Linked DNA regions of Sus scrofa: regions 2 and 3 are each linked to region 1. A link is a contact called in public Hi-C data. All regions are on one chromosome and are shown on one strand. The core of a region is the stretch at or near the end of the contact, and the rest is flanking DNA. Distances in the headings are between cores, read along the strand shown.

Region 1 (2,700 bases), core at 78-2,577:
AGGACTGAGGTCTCATAGAACATGCCCTCTGACCACAGAGAAATTAAGTTAGATATCAATGACCATGAGATAACTAGAAAATCCCCAAACATTTGGAAATTAAGCAATGTAGTTCTAACTAATCCATAGATCAGAGAAGCAAAAACAAGGGAAATTAGAATGATAATGAAAATGTCCAGTGGTTAGCGGAATGCAGTTAAAGCAGTGATTAGGGTGAAGTTTATAGCTCTAAATATTTGTAATAGAAAATAGGAAAGGTCTATATACTCCTTACGCTGTATCCTGGAATGCTGACTTGCATCCCCAGATTTATGGCCTGGTGGATCAGAAAAGTCTTAGTACATGTTGGGAGGTCTCATGGCGTCTCACGGACAGGTGCTCAGGCTCCACCAGGGTCGTTGTAAGCCAGAGACTGCTTTTCAAGTAGCGGCCAGTTGTTTACAGGTGGGATCAGAGCCTGACTTCAGAATTCTGGGCACCTGTGCTGTGAGTCCTCGACTGGATTTCTGATAAATGAGTCAGAACAGCATGCCCAATTGTAGGACATGTAGCCTCCAAACCCAAAGAAGGCCGCGAAACTGTCTGACTCTTTCTTTGAGGTAAGTGGTACACGGTGTGTTATCTTGTTTCCTACCTTAATTTTTATTTATTTAGTTCAGAAAAGCAAAAGACTTGCCTTGCAAAGAGGTCTGTGAGACACTTTAGATTTGGGGAAGACTGACTCACCAACTGAAAAATACAACCTGTATTTAAAAGATTTTTTTTTTTAAGTTGTCTTAGTTTGAGCTGCTGTAACAGTGGGCCCCACGAGCCCCACGAGGCCCTGACCCACAGGCACCTCCATCAGAAGAAGCGCCCGCGAAGGTCAGCCGTCGCTCCATCTTGGCAGCCGCCCTGGGAAACTCTCCCTTGTCTAGTTCTCTCCCTCTCCTAGCAGTGTCTGGAACACACTTAGCACTTAAAGAACAGGGGAAATTAACAACACGAATTCATTTAATGAAAAAAAGCATGTGCTAATGTTTTGCATGGATTACCAGCACTTTATTTATGCAGGTCCCATGACAATTTCCATTTTAAAGTGAAGAAATAAGTTCAGAGAAATTAAGCGACTTCCGAGGTCACAAAGCTGTGAACTGTCTTGTCATTGCCCGAAAAACGTCGGAGCAACGCAGGCAGAAAATGCCAGACAGCAGGCAGCGCAGGAGACCGGCGGGCTCCTGGAAGCCTGGGGCGGCCGCAGTCTGCGCAGTCAGTAGTTTTCACGCTGGGTTGCCAGTCGGCTCTGTTTCCGCTAAGCACCGGCCGGAAGTGTTCCTGTCGGTCGCATTTCTAAAGCGCGCTACCGGAAGTTTCTTTCCGCGGCTTTGCGGGAGTAGGGGAGCTGCCGGGCCGCCGCTGGGCACTCTAGTTGCAGAGGCGCTAGGGCTTAGGTGGCAGCTGGAACCGCAGCGGGACCCAGGCGGCGGGACACTGGCCGGGCGCCCACCCGATCTAGGCCGCTCTTGCCCTCGCGGGCCCCCTCTTCGCCCCGCCCCCACGAGGCCCTGAAGTGGCTCCGCCCCCCGATCTGAGCCGGGTCCCTCCTCTGGCGCTGACCCTTGGCTTCGGAACCGCGCCCCCATCTCTCAGGCGCGATGGCTACGGGCGCAGATGTGAGGGACATTCTAGAACTCGGGGGTCCAGAGGGGGATGCAGCCTCCGGGACCATCAGCAAGAAGGACATTATCAATCCGGACAAGGTAGCAGGGGCGCCTGAGAACGCTGAGCAGCGGGAGTGAAGTGGTGGGGAGGAGTGACAGCCGAAGAGAGCTGGGGGAGATGGTGAGGTGCCACACTTCTAGCGAGATGGGCGGTAAAAGACGTGACATAACGGGATAGAGAATGTGTGTCTCACTGACATGGGATGGAGGAGGTGGGGCCCCCGTGGGAAATGGTGGGGACCAAGAGGGTGTGACACTTGCAAGAGATGAGAGGACTTAGAGAGTGTGGCACTCGTTATATTGGGGGTGCGGGGGGGGGCATTAAGTCGGCGTGACATGCTGAGAGATGCTGGAAAAGTATCTTTTGCTCTCGCTGGTCGCGACTAGCCAGGTGAGGTGGGTTGAGGAGGGAATGACCTGCTCAGACCCAGGCGCCCCTTGAGTGGATTTCTGTGCTTTCCTTGTGTGTCATTTTGTTTCCTTGTGTGTATGTGTGTCATTGTACCTGTAGGTGCTGGTTTGTTCAGGGTTTGAGCTGGGCTAAAGAATTTTCAGGGAAGGGAGACTAGGCTGTGGTTCCTCTCCTGTGGTTTCCCTCCCCAGAAAAAGTCCAAGAAATCCTCGGAGACACTGACCTTCAAGAGGCCAGAGGGCATGCACCGGGAAGTCTATGCACTGCTGTACTCTGACAAGAAGCAAGTATCAGAATCCCAGATCCTGCAGGCTCTGGTCTCTGGCCAACCTGCGTGTCCCCGACTCCTCATTTTCCCAGGCAGTTTTCTCCCCACTCCCCTGCTCAGCCAGGGCCCCCATTGCTTATTAAATGCAGTAGCTGGGATCTCTCACTCCAGGACCTGCCCTCCTTGCTCTAGGGTAGCTCAGCAGCCTGGGTGCAAGGGCTCTGTGCATACCTTGTGACTCTAATCTCTCACCACCTTAAACCGTGCTGCCAGGGATGCTCCCCCACTGCTCCCCAGTGACACTGGTCAAGGCTACCGCA
Region 2 (2,700 bases), core at 63-2,562, 360 kb after region 1:
CCTGGGGGCCGCATGCAAGAGCCAGAGGAGCAGACGTGAGGGGGAGGTCCCTGCCGAGGGCCTAGCCAGCTGGCTCCAGAGGGCAGTAGGCACAGTTTGGGAGGAAAGACAGATGCTGAGGCCTGGTAGGATGGAGGGCAGCCAAGCAGGGGCCAGCGGCATTTGAGCTGCAGAGAGGAGTGGGGGTCTTCCTCTTACAGGGTCTTCGCAGCAACAGGGTAACGTGACAATTAGTGATAATCAACACAGCTCACCGCGTAGCTCAGCTTGAGAGGTACCCGTTGGAATCTTCGCCTCCTCCAATCTCTCCCAATGTACCTTGTGTCAAGTATTCTTTCTTGGACTGATAGTTCATTCCTGAACAATGTGGGCTAATTCCCAATTACTTCTGGTTTTTAAAAGTTTATGCCGTTTGGAGTTCCCTTTGTGGCTCAGTGGTTAATGAACCAGACTAGGATCCATGAGGATGCGGGTTCAATCCCTGGGCTCGCTCAGTGGGTTAAGGATCCGGCGTTGCCGGGAGCTGTGGTGTAGGTCACAGATGTGGCTTGGATCTTGTTTGCTGTAGCTGTGGTGTGGGCCGGCGCTACAGCTCCGATTGGACCCCTCGCCTGGGAACCTCCATGTGCTGCAGAGGCAGCCCTAAACAGCAAAAAAAAAAAAAAAAAAAAAGCTTATGCTGTTTGAAATTCCATTCTCATATCTGGCTTAAAGTGTTCCTCTCCCGGTTTTTATCTCCCCCTCTCTCTATTGCCTTGCAGGATGCGGGCGGGGGGGCAGGTCTGCCTCTGGAACACCCCCGCCTCTGAACCAGCCTCTCTTACCCCCCAGCCCTCCAGTGGAATTACTGTTTCCCTGGCCAACAGCTGGGGCGTGGGGTTCTCTGCAGAGCTGGTTCCCTTGTAGGGCTCAAAGCACTTAACCCGCCTAAGCCTTGGTTTGCTTCCTCTTCTATAAAATGAGTGACACTGGCTTCGACCTTACAGGATCCGTGATGCGCATTAGACAAATGCTTGTAAAGCAGCTTATACACAGTCCTTGCGCCACAAATGGAACTCCCATTCCCGGATGTGTGAGTCAGATAACTCCTGGACATGCATGTGTGTTTGTGGCTCTGACAAGACGTGTGTGTGTGTGTGTGTGTGTGTGTGTGTGTGTACCTGCGTGTGCTAGAGAGAGTTATGTGTGGGCTGGGAACGGGGCACCCTTGTGAGTCGGCTATTGTGTGTGTCATTGCCTACAGCTGACCCCAGGGCTGTAAATCCTGCCTCTATGCCCGCTAGAGTGAACACTTTATAGCCCAAGGTCAGGCCCATGAATCATAAGCGAGGCTGGCAGGAAGCAATCCGACTGGGCTGGGTGGGGCCCGGCCAGGGTGAGGAGCTGGGCTGGAGGAGTTCCCGGTGCGAGGACCGCTTGGAGAGGAGCCCTGGGCACGTCCGAGAGTCCCGGATCTCAGGGAGCCCGGCTCTTCTCAGCTGGGTTGGGGCTTCCCTGGAGCCTCCACGGGCAGACGGCCCTTCTCTCCGGTCAGCAGCACTCACACCGGTGCTGGGAGCCGTGGACCAGCCTCTCCAGTGTTCTGGGCACCAGCACGGTGAGCCGGTGAGCCGCACTTCGAGCTGGAGACAAGGCAGGTTCTGAGCCCGCTCCCAGCCTGGTGGATGTGGAGCGCCCAGCCCTTTGAGCCAGATGCTTTTATTTCTTCTTTGCCTTTCCAATCTGTCTTGGAGAAAGTGGCCCCAATAAGGCAGCCCTTTCACTCTGAAACCTTTTTATGACTCCAGCCATAATTAACTCGAGTAATAAAATTTTTCAAATCCAAATAGATATAATTAACATTTAATGCCCCTGGTTGGTGCTGGTGGCTGGGCCCATTAAGAGCGCAGTATTGATTGAGAAGGTGAGCCAGCGGGGCCTGCTGCTGGGCCAGGGGGCAGAGGTGGCTGGAGACCAGGGCTGCCTATGGGCCTGGCCCCAGCCCAGGTGTGAGGAGGGTGGCAGGTGGCCCACCCCCAGCCCTGCCGGGGGACCGGGGTGTGACGAGTTCAAGGGCTGGGTGGAATCACCTCTGCCATCCGTCTCCCAGGGCTCTCCCACCCTCAGACCCCGTGATCTCCGGCCTCCCTTCCCACCACGCACTTCAGGGCCAGCCCTCACACTGCCCTTCTTGGGCCTGAGGCTGCCTCCCCTCCCAGGATGCATTGGGGAGGAAGGACAAGGTCACATCTGCTCCCGAAAAGTCCCCTGGCTCCAGGCATGCCTCCTCCTACTCTCTGTCCTCTCCGACTCCCCCTGCCTGACTGTGTGCTGCAGGTTGAACTCCAAAGCCTTACCTGACCCCCCGACCTGACTTCCCTCTCCCTACTGCTCCCTGAACTTCACTCCCCCCGGGAAGCCAGAGAGTGGTACAGTGGGGGGAGCATTCATCTGAACCCCAGCCCCTCCACGCCCCTGCTGTGTGACCTTGGACAAGTCAGCCAGCATCTCTGAGCCCCAGTGTGCTGATCCGCGAAACTCTACCTCCTAAAGCTGTGGTGGTGTCAGCCTCAACCTCGCGGTTTCCCAAGAGTCGAAGGTGGTGGGATTGCCGAGTCCACGTGTGACACAGTTTATTGCTGTGTTGCACTCGTCTCTGTCTCTCCCCAAAGCTTAATGGAATGTATATTAAAAACCACACCTACTCTGGGAACAGCGAGG
Region 3 (2,700 bases), core at 33-2,532, 430 kb after region 1:
TGATGGGTAGGGGCTCCAGGTTAATTCCTTATCGATGCAGAATCGTCAGCTCATTAATCACAGAAGAGGTCAGAGCTTGGGGGTACAGAGGGGATGCAAGCTCTAACCCCCAGTCTAGGGCTGGAGCAGCCATGGGCTTGGGTGGAAGCATAAGCCCTAGAAGCCTCTGTCCTTCGCTAGTCCCCTGACACGAACTAGGGACTGAAAACCGAATTGTCATCTCAGTTCCCCAGAGCTGCTTCTATTTGCCATCCTTGCCACCAGCAGCCTGGTATCGCCACTGTCTAGATCAAACGGCAGGAACCCCCTCTACCCAGAAGTCAGGGGAGGTCCCATCATGGCTCAGCGGTTAACGAATCCGACCAGGAACCATGAGGTTGCAGGTTCGATCCCTGGCCTTGCTCAGTGGGTTAAGGATGCGGTGTTGCCGTGAGCTGTGGTGTAGTTCGCAGACGCAGCTCGGATCCCGCGTTGCTGTGGCTGTGGTGTGGGCCGGCGGCTACAGCTCCAATTAGACCCCTAGCCTGGGAGCCTCCATATGCCGCGGGTGCGGCCCTGAAAAGACAGGAAGAAAAGGGAATGGAGGCTGTGCAGTGGAGATGGAGCCTTTTCATGTGGTTCTATCCCCATCCCCACGGCTGCCCAATGCAGGTGAGTAACCAGCATCCCCGTGCCTGGACAGGTGCTCAGCACTGCAGCTGAGTCCTTGCCCACCACAGAAAGCCATTTCGAGAAAACAAGATGCCGCTAAGTTATGAGACAGCAGATTATCTTTGAGACTCCAGGCTCTTTTCCTTCACACAGCCCCTCACACCAGACCCACACCCCATCTCCCCTGGGATGCCCACAGTGAATATCAGAGTCAGGTCCAGTCGATACCGCCTGTCCTCTGCACTCAGATGGCAAACCACCTTGGTTGAAGTTCCATGAAGGAACACCCCAGACTGGCTTGATGGCACCGAATGTTCTGAACACAAGGATCCTGGGGCCCAAGATTCTCGGGAAGGTATGTGGCCTGTTGAGGCAAAGCAGCCCCGGTAGTGGCTGAGGTTTGGGAAGAGAAGTACACAGGGCCCACGTCGCATCAGGCCGGCTCCTTTCGAATCTCTACTCTCCCCTTTCCCTGCCTTGGACTCAGTAGGTCCCTGATGGCTGGTTACTCCACCCTGGGGCCACATGCTCTCTCATAGAAAACTGTTCACCCAGAGTGAGGGCCTGAGACCCGCCCTGCTGTGGGATCCTTGAGCTCTGTCCCATGGCACAAGCAGCACTGCCACCTGTTGGCCATGGCTAGGAGTGCAGCCATACAGCACAGGAACGGGCTGCCGCAGGAGTGGGAGCGTCCCAGAGGGCGGAGGCACTGCAGGGAGAGCTTGGTTCTAGACACAGAAGGTCCATCAGCCCTGAGACTACCAGGGGTCAGTTGCCAACCAGAGCTTTTCCCACCATCTCCTTCACTGCCTGCCAAACTTTCAAAGCCCGTCCCTGCCCCACCCCAAGCCCCTGGATCACCACAGTAAGCCCACTCAATCAACAAATATTTATTGAATGCCTACTATGGCTAGCACTGTGCAGCAGTGATAGAATGACAGGTGATACACAACTCTTCAGGCTGAAGCCGCCTCCTGCCTACAGAGGATCCAAATGGGCCTCCCTCAAGGACACAAAGGTTTGTTTCAGGCCAATGGTTCTGGTTCTGGTCTTTAGGGCTCCTGACCCGGCTGGTCCTAGTTCCCCTGTGGCGCTGCTATCCTCCTGCTCCCAATCCGTCGGCCCACTACACACACATCTCGCAACGTTCCTGGATCCGGCGGCTTCCTGGCAAAGCATGGCAGAGCCGGACAGTCCACCTGCCTCAGCTTCCCGTGTGGCTTCCCCCTTGGACTCCCTGGCAACGAGAAGCCTCTTTGTGTGAACTGCCAAGTGGGATCCATGGGGCCGGCGCTCCACACTGTGGGGCTTTGCCCTTCCCGGGCCTCAGCAGAGATCACGGCCCCCGGCCCAGCCTGACCCTACCCTCTGGCACCTCCCTGCACAGCTCACCTTCCATTCAAGGAATCGATGCTGGGGCTGAGCCCCAGCCCCAGCCCCTGGCTTTGGTACCTCTTTACAGCCCGAATGCCACAGCAATCAGCATCCTGGCTGTTGCACTTACCCAAACACAAGCATTGCGTGGCTCCCGCAGAGACCTGCCCAGGCGCTCCTGCCCCTGGGATCCTGGGATAAGCAGGCACAGAGGCCCAGCGGAGCTGTCTACTGGACCACAGAGGGGTCCCAGAGGGCCGCCGGGAGTTGAACCGGAAGCGGCCCCGCCCTCGGAGGCGGGCCGTGGGGGGGGGACGTCGGGCCTTCATTTCCGGAGCGGGGGTGAGGCGGGTGGGGCAGCGACCTCAGCCGTGGACACAGCTGCGCATGAAGTTGACGCACAGGCTGGTGTAGTAGGTGGGGTAGTCGCGGAGGTGGCTGACGTGTGCGGACGACACGAAGTCCACGGAGCGCACCAGGACCCGGTGTGCCAGGCGTGCCTCCACCATGCGCTCCACATCCCTGGCCAGGACCACCTCATCGGCCCTTGAGTAGAGGTAGAGCTCGGGCCAGCGAGAGGCTGCGTTGAGCAGCCTGTCGTAGAAGTGGGTGTGGAAGAGGGCCGTGAGCGGGGCCAGCAGGCCGTGGACCAGGACGGCCACCAGGGCGAAGGCC

The links. Hi-C and Micro-C count contacts between places; a contact is called where the count stands out from the background.
Region 2: a contact with region 1 is called in a Hi-C map of embryonic fibroblasts, with 2.1 times the contacts expected there. The contact joins the enhancer-like site here to the promoter of DMAP1 in region 1. A contact is called at or near these places in 2 of 5 promoter capture datasets (fetal skeletal muscle and liver) and 9 of 47 Hi-C or Micro-C datasets (embryonic fibroblasts, fetal skeletal muscle, heart right ventricle and 5 more).
Region 3: a Hi-C map of retroperitoneal adipose tissue shows a contact between it and region 1, with 2.2 times the contacts expected there. The contact joins the enhancer-like site here to the promoter of DMAP1 in region 1. A contact is called at or near these places in 6 of 47 Hi-C or Micro-C datasets (epiblast stem cells, fetal skeletal muscle, heart right ventricle and 3 more).

Annotation. Positions count from the first base shown.
Region 1 is chr6:167,090,281-167,092,980 of Sscrofa11.1, reverse strand. It overlaps DMAP1 (DNA methyltransferase 1 associated protein 1), which reads left to right and starts at 1,327. Exons shown (of 10, transcript NM_001243640.1): 1 at 1,327-1,739; 2 at 2,304-2,395; 3 at 2,654-2,700. The coding sequence starts at 1,635.
Region 2 is chr6:166,727,278-166,729,977 of Sscrofa11.1, reverse strand. All of the region lies in intron 2 of RNF220 (E3 ubiquitin-protein ligase RNF220), which reads left to right. Among named protein-coding and RNA genes, the nearest start is that of TMEM53, 84 kb to the right of the region's middle. Within about 2 kb of position 1,312, at least 15 of the 83 cell types and tissues checked have an H3K27ac peak or open chromatin away from gene starts, as enhancers often do. A contact at or near this core is called in embryonic fibroblasts, where this site is marked.
Region 3 is chr6:166,663,208-166,665,907 of Sscrofa11.1, reverse strand. It overlaps TMEM53 (transmembrane protein 53), which reads right to left. Exons shown (of 3, transcript XM_003482099.4): 3 at 1,526-2,700. The coding sequence ends at 2,391. Among named protein-coding and RNA genes, the nearest start is that of TMEM53, 19 kb to the right of the region's middle. Within about 2 kb of position 1,282, at least 11 of the 83 cell types and tissues checked have an H3K27ac peak or open chromatin away from gene starts, as enhancers often do. A contact at or near this core is called in retroperitoneal adipose tissue, where this site is marked.